2 separate regions of the Gossypium hirsutum genome follow, and region 2 is linked to region 1. A link is a contact called in public Hi-C data. All regions are on one chromosome and are shown on one strand. Each heading gives the region's core, a stretch centred on a gene start, on an enhancer-like site or on the middle of the called end of the contact. The rest is flanking DNA. Distances are from core to core; before and after follow the strand shown.

The links. A called contact is a pair of places that touch in the nucleus more often than the background predicts.
Region 2: a contact with region 1 is called in a Hi-C map of leaf, with 2.5 times the contacts expected there. The contact joins the promoter of LOC107893194 here to the enhancer-like site in region 1. A contact is called at or near these places in 11 of 34 Hi-C or Micro-C datasets (callus, fibers, leaf and 1 more).

Annotation. Positions count from the first base shown.
Region 1 is chrA13:103,430,222-103,436,612 of Gossypium_hirsutum_v2.1, forward strand. It overlaps the pseudogene LOC107894433. Among protein-coding and RNA genes, the nearest start is that of LOC107893192, 12 kb to the right of the region's middle. Within about 2 kb of position 3,045, at least 4 of the 9 cell types and tissues checked have an H3K27ac peak or open chromatin away from gene starts, as enhancers often do. A contact at or near this core is called in leaf, where this site is marked.
Region 2 is chrA13:103,465,096-103,471,486 of Gossypium_hirsutum_v2.1, forward strand. It overlaps LOC107893194 (probable low-specificity L-threonine aldolase 1), which reads right to left and starts at 2,596. Exons shown (of 10, transcript XM_016818125.2): 1 at 2,465-2,596; 2 at 1,736-2,183; 3 at 1,374-1,485; 4 at 1,021-1,071; 5 at 835-906; 6 at 617-749; 7 at 433-491; 8 at 1-21. The coding sequence starts at 2,178. LOC107893193 (cell division cycle 5-like protein) reads right to left here. Exons shown (of 4, transcript XM_016818122.2): 3 at 6,289-6,391; 4 at 4,767-5,805. The coding sequence ends at 5,101.

The sequences.
Region 1 (6,391 bases), core at 1,795-4,294:
GTCCATCGATGTGTTCAGAATGCGGGAGAGTTTGTTCTGACTTTCCCTAGAGCATTTCATGCAGGGTTCAACTCAGGTTTCAATTGTGCGGAGGCAGTAAATGTAGGTCCTGTTGATTGGTTGCCCCATGGACAGATTGCTATACCGTGAACAAGGAAGAAAAACTTCCATCTCGCATGACAAACTATTGCTTGGAGCAGCAAGGGAAGCAGTCAAAGCTCACTGGGAGCTCAATTTCGTGAAAAACTATACTTCTGATAACATGAGATGGAGAGATGTGTGTGGAAAGAATGGAGTCTTATCTAAAACTCTCAAGGTAATTATCATGCCCGTGATTTATCTAAAAGTATACGCATACTTGGCTCAAAATCTTTATGATAATATTTAACTTGTCCTGTTCACAGGCACGAGTTGAGATGGAGCGTTTAGCAAGGGAATTTCTTTGCAGTTCCTCTCAGCCTGTGAAAATGGACAGAAACTTCGATGCTACTAGCGAAAGAGAATGTTGTATATGTTTTTTTGATTTGCACCTCTCTGCAGCGGGTTGTCGCTGTTCCCCTGTTAGATATGCATGCCTCAATCATGCAAAGCACCTCTGCTCATGTGCTAGGGATGCCAAATTTTTCCTCTTACGTTACGAAATAAATGAATTAAATATCCTTGTTGAGGCATTGGAAGGAAAACTAAGTGCAATCTATAGGTGGGCAAGACTAGACCTTGGAATGGCTCTGAGTTCATACGCCTCCAAAGACAATATAATGGAAGGAAAACCTAAAGAGGTGCAGTCAAAACCATCAGTCGATTCCTTCAAAGATATGCCAGGAGAAGAAATGTTGAAAGAGAAGCCTTTGATTTTAACTCTGATATCTAATCCGATGTTATCACACCAAAGAAATGAAGTATCAGTGGCTTCGTTACCATCAAATGATCCGAACTCTAAGTTGAAGAAAGAGGATTTAATTCTTTTTGGTTCAGACTTAAGCATGCATGGAGGCCAAACTACCATGGAAAGTGAAGTGAAAAAGCCTGTAGCTCCAGTGGATGATAATATTAATCTTCTTAGCTATGATGAACCAAAGAAACCAGTTTTAGAAAGACCAAAAGAACATTTTGTTGCTAAGCAGTCAGAAGCCTCAACAAGATGTACTGAAAACTTGAGTCCATATACTTGCAAGAATGAGCCTATAACTGATGCCAGTTCCCCTGATTTACAAAGGAATGGTTGTTCATTTCACTATTTACAAGAGAAAGTGGAGCATACTGGAAATAGCATCACATTGCTAGGATCTAATGACCCGGAAAGCAACCATCAGGAACTGCTACTGTTGGGCAGTGAAAAAGCCAACAAGGAGAAACATGAGAATGCAGGAGCTATTGCCTCTTTAAGTTCAGTTGATAATGCAAGAAGTAATGTAGGAGGTCCAACTTGCTCAGAAAATAATCTAGACAGAAATTTCCGGCAGAAAGGTCCTCGAATTGCCAAGGTAGTGCGTAGAATCAACTGTAATGTTGAGCCTCTGAAGTTCGGAGTTGTGCTCCCTCGGAAGTTATGGTGTAACAGCCAGGCCATTTTCCCTAAAGGTAAGTTGTATTCTGAGTCTTTTAAGGCTGATGCATATCAGTATATATTAACTCCTTTATTCTAATTAATGCAGGATTTAAGAGCCGCGTTAGGTATATAAGTGTTTTAGATCCAACAAATATGGCATACTATGTCTCAGAAATTCTGGATGCTGGGAGGGATGGACCTTTGTTCATGGTAATTTAAATTATTTGTCTTTGATGTTCATCATGTTTATGCTTGTATATCAACTATTTTTTTAATTGAATTTCAGGTGTCTGTGGAGCATTGTCCCAATGAAGTATTCATTCATGTTTCAGCTACCAGATGCTGGGAGATGGTGAGGGAGCAAGTGAATCAAGAGATCACAAAGCAGCACAGACCAGGAAGAACCAACCTCCCACCATTGCAGCCTCCCGGAAGCCTTGATGGCTCTGAAATGTTTGGTTTCTCATCACCAGAAATTGTGCAGGTAAATCAGTTAGTATAATATGTTCAAAGTGATTCTTTCTGATGAAGTAAACTCATATTTCAAATGGTTTAATCTAGGCTATTGAGGCAATGGATCTAAATCGAGTTTGTATGGAGTATTGGGACTGTCGGCCTTACTCACGGCCTCAAGTGCAGATTCCACAACATTTTCAGCCTCCTGGTAATGGTGGGAACTTAGAAACAACATCTGGGGAACAAAATGCAGGGGCTTATAAGAATAACTGCTTGCCTGATGGAGTTGACGCACTACTCGGAAGACTATTCAAGAAAGCCAACTCTGCAGAATTACATTTACTTTATAGTATTTTAAGTGATAAAAGACCACCCATGGGTATAGACCTCGTAGCTCGACTCCTTAACGAAGAGATTCACAGTCGTTGATGATTGAAATTCTTTGGTCATGCAGATTCTTACATACCAACATCCAGTTTTCATGCAACTTGCCTGCAATTACACCTTTTGATTCAATCCGTCATTTTGTTTTTTTTTTTTTAATTGGAGAAGATTGAAGACAGTAGGTTAGTTATTTTACTGTCGGATTTTTTGAATGCGGATCGCTACTCCGATTGGCTTCCGGCCCTGAGTTGGTAGTTTAGTTTCATACCATTCTCATTAAAAAAACAGAGCTTATTATTTATTATAATTAAATTTTATCTATTTTCTTTAAACAATCTCATTATTAATTCTAATAATATCTTAATTTTTTTTTTACATAATGGCTTGAACTAAGCATAATCTCTCCGGACCCAATAAAAGGATATTACGTTACAATAAAACTATCACAAACGTTAGTGGGAAGATTATAGGAGAAATTAAATGGTGAGGGGGGATTCCTGTAAACATTCCAGGAAAAGAAAAGAAAATTGCGAAGACTGGAAAAGATGGGGTCAAAGATATGTAATCTGACAACTAAGTAGCTATGTTGTTTTAGAGCCCAGACTGCAACCAACCAGTTTTGTCGATCGTGATAGACTCGTGGATGGGCCATGGTGGGTGATAAAAGCTGTCTTTTCTGCCATCTTGCCTCACTCATTTTCGTTGCCCACATTGTTTGAGACTGTGAGGTAAATTGAATCCATAATATTTTTTATAAAGAGACTAAAAAATTTCTACAATATTGACACTAAACCTTCAGTATTTTCAATTGCATTCCCTTTGGTAGCAATTATTCTTTTTATTTTCAATATTTCTTGATTAATCTTTTTAAAAAAAATAGATTGCACCTTTTCTGGTGATAATTTAATTTTATGCCAGATTAATTAATTAATTTTAGATACTGATTTTGTATAAAATCATTAATATCTTGATTAGATCATTAAATTTAGCAATTAATTAATACAAATCATTGATAAATTAGGACTGATTGTCTTTATAATCTCGAGTTTCTTAAATGTTGATTAGAAATAATGTTAGTTTGATTATTGTGAATCTTGTACTTGTGTTCATTTTGTGTTTGATCTATTACATTCTCAAGACATCGTGATTTTTATTTTTGTAAAGAAATTCTATTTTTATCCCTTAAACATCCATAGCAAATTTTGAATTTTTTTCAAATGATAAAAATGGTATGAATAAATATCAAAATTTTAAATTAATATAAAATTTGTAGTTAAAATTGACTAAAACCAAAATCTTGACAGTGAAAAACCTAATTGATGCCCAAATTATGGGTTAAAATATTAAACTTAGGTGAATTATTATTGGTTTAATACTAGTGTGCATATTTTCACTGCCTCAAATAGCACAATTTGTTGGGTTAAAGTCCACGGCTGTGACATATGCCCCCAGCTAGAAAAAGTAATTAGGCACACTACAACAAAGTCCCAAAAGCAAGCACCAACAACTACTATAGACATATCGAAAGGAAGATGGAAGAAATATAGACAAACCTTCAAAGCAAGGCCTCAACCACTACAACTCAGATTTGACCCCAAAATTCCATCGTGGTGGCAGACGTCACCTGACAAACACATAAAACTAGAAGCTTGGTAAAAAAAAACAGTTCCGCAAAGAACCTAAAGAGGGAAAAGGAGAAATAATTCCATCAAAAGCGTGGGAAGGCCCCCCTTATGTAGAAAGGGGATCCAAACCACTCTAACCCGGTGATAGGAGGTTGAAGAAAATGATGATGGTGGTTGGACCCCTATTTGAGTTGTTATTCTTAAGTCGTTAAATATTCTCTAAACTAAGTTTTTATGATTAAACGAAAGATTAGTTGGACTGTGAACTAAAATATTATAATATCAATATTAATTATATAAATAGAAAATGTTTTCTTGCACCATATTATAGGGTATGATATCATTTGAGAGAATGATGTTGTTATTCTAAAAATATATATTTTTCATATTAACAACATCACTTTAGTATAACATAAAAAAATAAAGTTGGATCGTATTAGCATGTTGCATATTTCATAATTCCAATTATAGATGGAATTAAAATGATATATACTAAACTTCAATTTAATTATACAAATTCAAATTTAGATGATGATAAACTTGACCAAAGACCGATAGATAATGATAATGAGCATATACTAAACATTAAAAAGAGAAAAACCCAACAAATATAAACTAGAACAATTTAAAAAAATTGCATATGAGGTTTTGTTTTCTTACTATTTTTTATCTGTAATCGTATTATTAACTACCTTTTTAGACTAACATAATGTATATGATAATTTAATTTTAATTTTTGTTACTTGTTTAGAATTGTTTTTATCATACTAATAATTTTTTATAGTAATTAATATTTCTTTATATTATCAATTATGTAATTACAATGTGTAATATATCAAACATAACGTAAAGACTTATAGTGGAATTATACTCTATCAGTTACATACATCTAGAAAATTATAATTTTTTTATATTTTTAAAAAATATAATTATTATTTTAATAATTACATTTTCTTTCAATTACGTGTAAGCATACTTATAGAAAGTTTTAGAGTTTTGGAAATAACTCACATCACTAGCTCAAAAACATGGTCGGAAGGCAAAGACAGACAGCATTGACAGAAACTGCAGGAATTTTACAACAGAAAAGAACAGTTTCGAATGAAAAAAAATAAATGGATACTGTAATAAAACTTGAAATATTCTATAATGTTCTCAAAGGTTTTGGCCTTCCGTATGAAAACAAGCAAAATTAAGACGAACCCCACCATGTTTAAAATTTGACGTCACTTCACACCATTGACAGACCTGCAATGCTAATTTAAATGCTACAAGATGCTTCAATTTTGGATTTTCGATGAATAGTGTCATTATTTTCTACTTAAAAATCTAAGTTGAATAATTGTGATTAGGGTATCCTTGAATAAATTTTTTTTTCTAAATCTATATCGAATCAATCTGAAAGCTTAGTTTATTATTTAAAAATAATATTCATATACTTTATAATTAAATTTAAATAAAAAATATGTTTTTTAATAATTTCCTTTTTTTGCTTTTGAAGAGTGTTTTATTTTGATATTTTGGATTTTGGTACTTTTAGTTGTTTCTTGTAGAGTTAAACTTTGACCGTATAGCGGAGTGTTATTCATCGAACTTAAATGATTAGTTGTACCGAATTAATTAAATTATTGAATGAATTTATTCATTAAACTAAATTCCATAAAGATGGGATTGTTAGACTCAAATTGCTGGTGTCTTGATCTTCTTTCTCTCCTTGCTTGTCTAGTATTATTGTATTGTTTTACTCCTTGTTATAACAACAAACACAATATCAATATTGTAACAAAGGTAAATTGAATTATTCTCACAAAATTTTAATTTTTATCTAGACTCCCCTTACACAAAATTCTTGGCTTCATCCTTAAAGTCTGGGAAAATGTTGAATTGTCGGTCGAGTTATAAAGTCAATTGTAACTAAAGTACACAAATGGAGTTAAGATCCAATCCTAAATCTGCATACTATTATAATTTCAATAACACGGGAGGTAATTTAAGACCAAATCTAACTTCAATCTCATTCACGCTCATTGTAAACTCACTCTCATACAACTATAATAAAAGAACTCTTTCACTAAAACCTTCCCCAATAAAAGCCTAATCTAAACTACTAATACATTATTACCAAATTGCTAATGAAAACATAAAAACAATTCTCTAACATTTGTAGATTTTGTAAATAAAATAAGTATGATTAGAATTAACCATTGTAATTTTACCTAAATTAAACTTCTTATTATAGATAATGCAAATATTTTACAAAAACCACTAGTCTCAATAATCAATTAATTCAGCATCAACAGGAAATATTTTAAATTTGTATACAATTTTACTTTGAGTAAAATAATGTATGACTTAATACAGCAATCATTGGTATAAT
Region 2 (6,391 bases), core at 1,346-3,845, 34 kb after region 1:
CTCCACTATGTCAAAAAATATCTGGTAAAATAAAGTAACATGAAGAATATAAGCATGGTAATTCAGTTGGTAAAAGTGATTCTCTGCAGCTTTCTGATCCAACTTTCATTTCAGGCATTTGTTTTTAATTTTTTACATCCAGTTTTTCTTGGAGAACAAGGTAGCAACAAGTAAAAAACAGGATTGTAACTTATTTTACTCTATACTCAGATAGATCGAATCGCAACTACGGGTACATAATTGAGCGAAGTCAAGCTCAAACTTGCATTCTACTTGAAATTCAAGACTCGAAGCTGAACTTGCTTGATAGATCGAGCTTGAATCAACTACAACCAAACTGAACCTGAGTACTTCGCAAGTATAGGTGTCTAGTTTAATGCAAAGTGAATGAAAAGATTGTGATTATTGCTAGTTAATAACAAGCATACTCACGATATTTGTTTCCACTGCAGCAACATTGACTCTTAGACCTTTAATTTGATTTAGCCCCTCTGAAACAATACAAAACCAGCATAAAATCCAAGAATTTAATTTGATGCTCGACATAGGTGTTGGATACGAGTATTTCACGAAAAAATGAAGAGTCAAAGCAATGAAACCTCAAACCATAATTTACCTGCTAACACCTTAGCCTTCTTGTGATCACCCTCGAGCTTTGCAACATTTTCTTTTAAAGCAACAAAAGCAGCAGCACAAATGAAACCAAGCTGCCTCATCCCACCACCTAAAGTTTTCCTAAGTCTTCTAGCCTAAAAAAAACAAAGAAAACGAAGTTTGAGGATAAATTTCGGTATATGGCAGAGGTCTTTTAGCTGGAAAAACTTCAGATTTTACCTTGCTAATAAAGCTTTTGGACCCAACAATGACGGATCCAACTGGAGCACCTAAACCTTTTGATAAGCATACCTAAAGCATTCAAAAGCAAGGAAAAAAAAATCTAAATCCATTGTTTATAAGATAAAGAAAATTGTTGAAGTTATATTTCTGGCAAAAGACAGTTTAAATTAAGATGAAGTATACCGAGACCGAGTCTGCAGCTTGTACAAGCCTGTTAACAGGAACTCCAAGTGCCTGGCAGACCAATACTTTAGTTAGATACCGTGATCATTGACAGCTTTCGTGTATACATTTAAACACAGGCATACAACACCGATAAAAGGCTAGTCGTGTTGCCCAGATTCTTCATTTTCTAAAAGTACCCATGTTTGATACTTATATCCTATATTGTTTGTTTGGACATTAGTTTGGAGGTACATGATCCTCCAAAAACATGAAATAACTAGAAAAAAAAATTGAACATACTTGAACTAGACACATATTTACAACAGACACCGAGTGAACATAGACTGAAAATATAAAAATGTGTTGCTCACCACAGATGCATTGAAAATGCGAGCCCCATCAATGTGAAGCTTTACGCCATGCTTCTTAGCTAGCTCACCAACTTTGTCAGTGTATTCCGCAGACAAGCATCTACCCCCGGTGCTGCATGGATTGAGTAAACCATAACCAGAGGATTTCAATATGTATATAATCATATTGTCGGCGGAAGCATAACTTAGAATTTATAGTACATATATGACCCATTCTTGTAATGTAGTGCCAATGCAAAAGTAGTTGCTTCGAGTCTATATTTTTCTTGAAGTATCCATTTCTGATGCATATCCAGATACATGCTCATTGTTCAAATTGATCATGTTTAAAACATTTTCATAAACTAGAACAAAACTCTTACTTTGCATGTGAATTCTCCAAGCAAATGAGCCTTGTAGTTGGGTAAACAATCTCTCCTCTTGGGTCCCTAATGGCGGCTTCAATCAAACCGATGTCCATAGTTCCATCATCATTGTTCTTCACCGGCCTTGGATGAACACCTCCAATGGTTGAAATCCCACCATTCTCATAAATATGGATATGACAATTGTCACCAAGAATGACTTCACTTCCCCTAATATCACAATGAACAAGAACACTAATGAGGTTACCCATGGTGCCTGATGCAACAAATAAACCGGCTTCCTTGCCCATGATCTTAGCGACTTCGGATTCCAACCGGGCCGCGGTCGGATCAGCACCCAAGACATCATCATCAACTTCAGCAGTTGCCATTGCAGCCCTCATTGCCTCAGTTGGTTTCGTTACCGTATCCGATCGAAGATCTACTGTTTTGGTCACCATTGTTTCTGAAATTTATCCCACAAAAAATATCAAACAAAAAAACAATCCAATGATTCCTTTCTCCAAATGAATTACACCAAGAAAATTGATCCTTACTACATTTCTTCTTCTGGTAAAAATTTTCCCTGCCACCAAGAGGGAATTTTATACCATACCAAGAACATGTTGAACTAATCCCAAGAAAACTCAAGAAATCCATCCATTAAAAAAAATCTACAAACCCGTTTAAAAAATGCATATTATATATATGCATGTGTGTGTATAGAGAGAGACGGCCATATTTTACCAGTTGAAGCTCTTCTTGTTCTTTGCCTTACAACCCAGAACGAAAAAGTGGAAAATTTGCCTCTACTTTTCCCAGAAAACTGAAAATTGCAGCAAATTTCCTTGACAGAAACAGTTTAATTGTTTCTTATTTCTGCATAAAGAGAAATGCAAAAATATTAGAACCCAATAATTTCACACTTTACAACAAATATACTTACTACGTGCAAAATATTAAACCCGAAAAAAACAGAACTTTACCATTGAAAGGAATTTCAAGAAATTATGGGCTTATGACACCTTAGGCTTCAAACACTCCACTTTTATAGCTAAACTCAAACTAACTGTTCTGGAGAACAAAATAATCTTCAGTGAACCAACTTGACATGAAAAATTAAAAAAAAATCTTTTCAAAGTTAAAGACATCATGTTTATACTTTTAAATCACCCATAAAATAGGCTGACTAATAAAGTACTGACCCCAAGAAATGAAACTAGACTTAATTAATAACATTCAAATACCTTTTTTTCTTTTTGGGGGCCTTTTGATCATATCTTTGTTGGAAGAAAACAAAATAAGGGAATTATGATTTTTTGTTTGTTTCTTTGATATTTGGTTTCCATGAAGGAATCAAATAACACATATGAATTAGTGGGTTGATTTAGCTTTTGTCGTTTTTATATCTTGTAATGTTGGAAGTTTGCGAGAAGAAAATTTCCTTTTGGCTTTCCTAGTAATAATTTGGAGTTTTAAATCATGCATGTGATTTAAATGTGTTTCAACTTGATTTCTTCACCAAAAAAAAAATATTTTTCTACTAGGGGATGAATTCAAATTCTCTTACTTTGAAGAATGAAATTCAGCCAAGAAAATTGTGGATGACAGATTCATTGTAAGTAATAAAAGGTTAACATCAGATTGAAAAGCTAGCAAACGACCCCCCACAATACCTGTTTCAGTCAATTACGTACACGTATACATCGTAGAATCTTCTTTTAAAATCAAAACTAGTAGTGTTACAAACGAAAAAACAAAACTTATATATCAAAGATTTAAACAATTTAAGAGGAAAAAAAAAACATAGATGACACTATCAAATTTATGCACAAAACAACTATGGATGATTTCTGCGCCTTAGAATGCTAATGATAAGAACATGCATGCATGCATGGTCGATCATTTCAGTCATTTAAAATAACATCATAGAGAGAAGAGTTTAGTTTCTTATGTAATAAATGATGTATGTATGTTTGTATATAAGCATACCTGCGTGAGGCTTAGAGGATTGAGAAATATTTTAAAGAAGATTTTTGTGAAGAGAGAATAGGAAGAAGAGAAGAGAGAAGACTTATTTATAATGGTGGCTCAAGCAGTCAAAGCTTATCCAGTGTACGTATTCTTGTATTCTTGTGTTTCTATTTTTTTTTATTTGGTTTATTATATTTGTATAAAATTCAATATGGTAAATAAAATTTATATATTCCTATATTTATATCAAATTTACATTATTTTATGGTGTCATATTTTTTTCTGGGTTCTAAAATACAGGGTGTAGATAAGGCTGCTTGAAAATTGGGTAAGCAAATAGAATGGGAACAAATATTTGGGATTAAAGATTAAAATAAATAAAACAAAACATACTTTTTGACTAAAAGATGAAATTCTGACTCCTCCCTTATGTGGCCATCACAGCACATTGGTAATGACTCAATTGGATAAATAATAATAACAATAATAATAATATTCCCCCACGAGCAGAGTGAGTTGCAGGAAGAGAAGGTTGGTTGCCTCCTGACTGAAGAGAAAAAAAATAGTGATGAAGATGCGATGGGTGTGAATTCACTTGATTTTCATTTACAGTCAAAATCATGGCACTTGGTGTTCTTTATTTTCAGATTGGGTGCTGTCTGTTTTAACCATACTGCTGCTTGTCTGCTTCTTTTCTGTGTTTAAGCTTTTTTATTTGCGCTACTTGGATCCTCTTTGAACATGCTGTTTTGGACTGTGTTTGCTTTTCCTTTGAAATAACACTTTGATACACTTGTAATAAAAAATAAATAATATAATACATGAACATAACACAAATGTAGTATCATAAGATCTAGCTGTATTCAGATATGGGATGACCTTTTTATCAATCAAACGCAGCTGCATAAACCCTAATAAGAGGATAATTTAGGTGCAATGCAAAATATTTTTCTCAATCCCATATTAAGTACATTGGCAAGCATGAGTATGAAAATATGCGACAGAATTCTTTTACCCCTTTTTGTGTCCCTTTATGTGCCCTCAATCCGGACTTCCAATGAATAAAAAGAGATAATGGAAGGTAACTCGATGACAACCAGGATTCCTCAAAAAAACTACAACAGTTATTCAAATCTTACAATGATCACATGTTTCATATTACCGGTATTTCTTTTCCAGGTTTCTTCTAAGAGAAACAAAAAACTCTGGCACTGGAAAATACAGTGATGCAAAGAAATACAACATAAAAAGCTCTGCTCCAACATAGCTGGAATCCATGTAACAATTTCGTGATTTATAAAAATAGAGAAGCAGATATGGTTCCATCAAAGCCCCAATACTACTCATTGTATAAGGCTTTAATCTCTTGCTGTCTGATGAAACTCGATACTTGTTCAGAGCTCAAAAAGCTATTCCTCCATTCCAGTTTGATTTTCAGAAGTGTCTCCACCCAATACACAAGAATTGTCAACCTCGGTAGATTCAACCGTTTCTTGGATGCTTTCCTGTTTGGTAGAGAATGAATCCGGATTTATAGATTCTGTAGCAACCTCAGAACTTGTAGCAGCATCCCCACTCATCTTATTAAGTGTCTGTGTGATATCATCTCCTTTGTCTTCCACAACCAATGGCTCATTTATGTGCATGTTTCCATCTGTTCCAATATCCATAGTAGCATGTTCTTTTCCTGAATCAGCATTCACATCAACTTCTGCACTTGGTTGGCCATCAAGAGAAGAGTCAAGATGCTCCAAGGAAGGTGCAGGCTCTGAATGTCCTGCGCTAGGTACAGCAACTTGGCTTGCTGCAGCCTCAGACAACTCAAGAGCATGATTCTTTTCACCTACCTCTTCTTGCTTTTCTGCTTGTGCTCTATATACATTCATAAGTCTTTGCATCCTTTCCAACTCAGACATGAGATTCCCGTAGCGTCTTTGTAAGGTTTGTTCAAGCTCCTTCTGTTTCTGGACTTCCTCCCAGAGACCATTTATTCTGTGTGATGCTGCTAAGTGCTCCTGCTTTTGTAATGCTTGAAAACATTCTAGCTCTGTTCCTGCAGTATCTATCTGCTTAACAGTAGACTCAATATGACGCCAAAGAGTTGCAGCCCGCCTCTGATCATAAAAAAATGTTGGTTGTTTAGCACGTCAGGAATTGAAATTTTAAACAAGTTACCAAGTTCCATTACTAAAAGTATGATATTGTACTTTCAAATTTAGAGCGTCACACTTTAATCAATCACTTTTTAGCTACATGTAAAGTGAGTAAATTACTAGTACTCCAACCCATACCCTAAAATGGACTTCACCAGATTGTAGAAATTATTGGAAGAAAATATGACAAAAACTTGAACAAAGATACAGACGCCCAAACACAAATCTCAAGGCATCAAGGTTTTCAGATTCTGACATGTATGAAGAAAACATACCGAATAAAGCTTTCATTTAAGTGCTATGAAATTTCTAAATGAAATCGAATAAAAGAAAATGCATGATAGAAGTTAAAACTCAAATGCTACAGTTGCAATAAAAAATAAGATGCTGTTAGTAGAAGAAAATTATTAAATGAAAATTATCAGCATATATCTAATGACATACCTCATAACCCTGTGTGAGAACATTGTACTTCTTCTCCATGCTTTCTGCCTTCGACTTATCATTATCCATCTTCTTTTTCACATTTTCAAATTCAGTTTGCAAG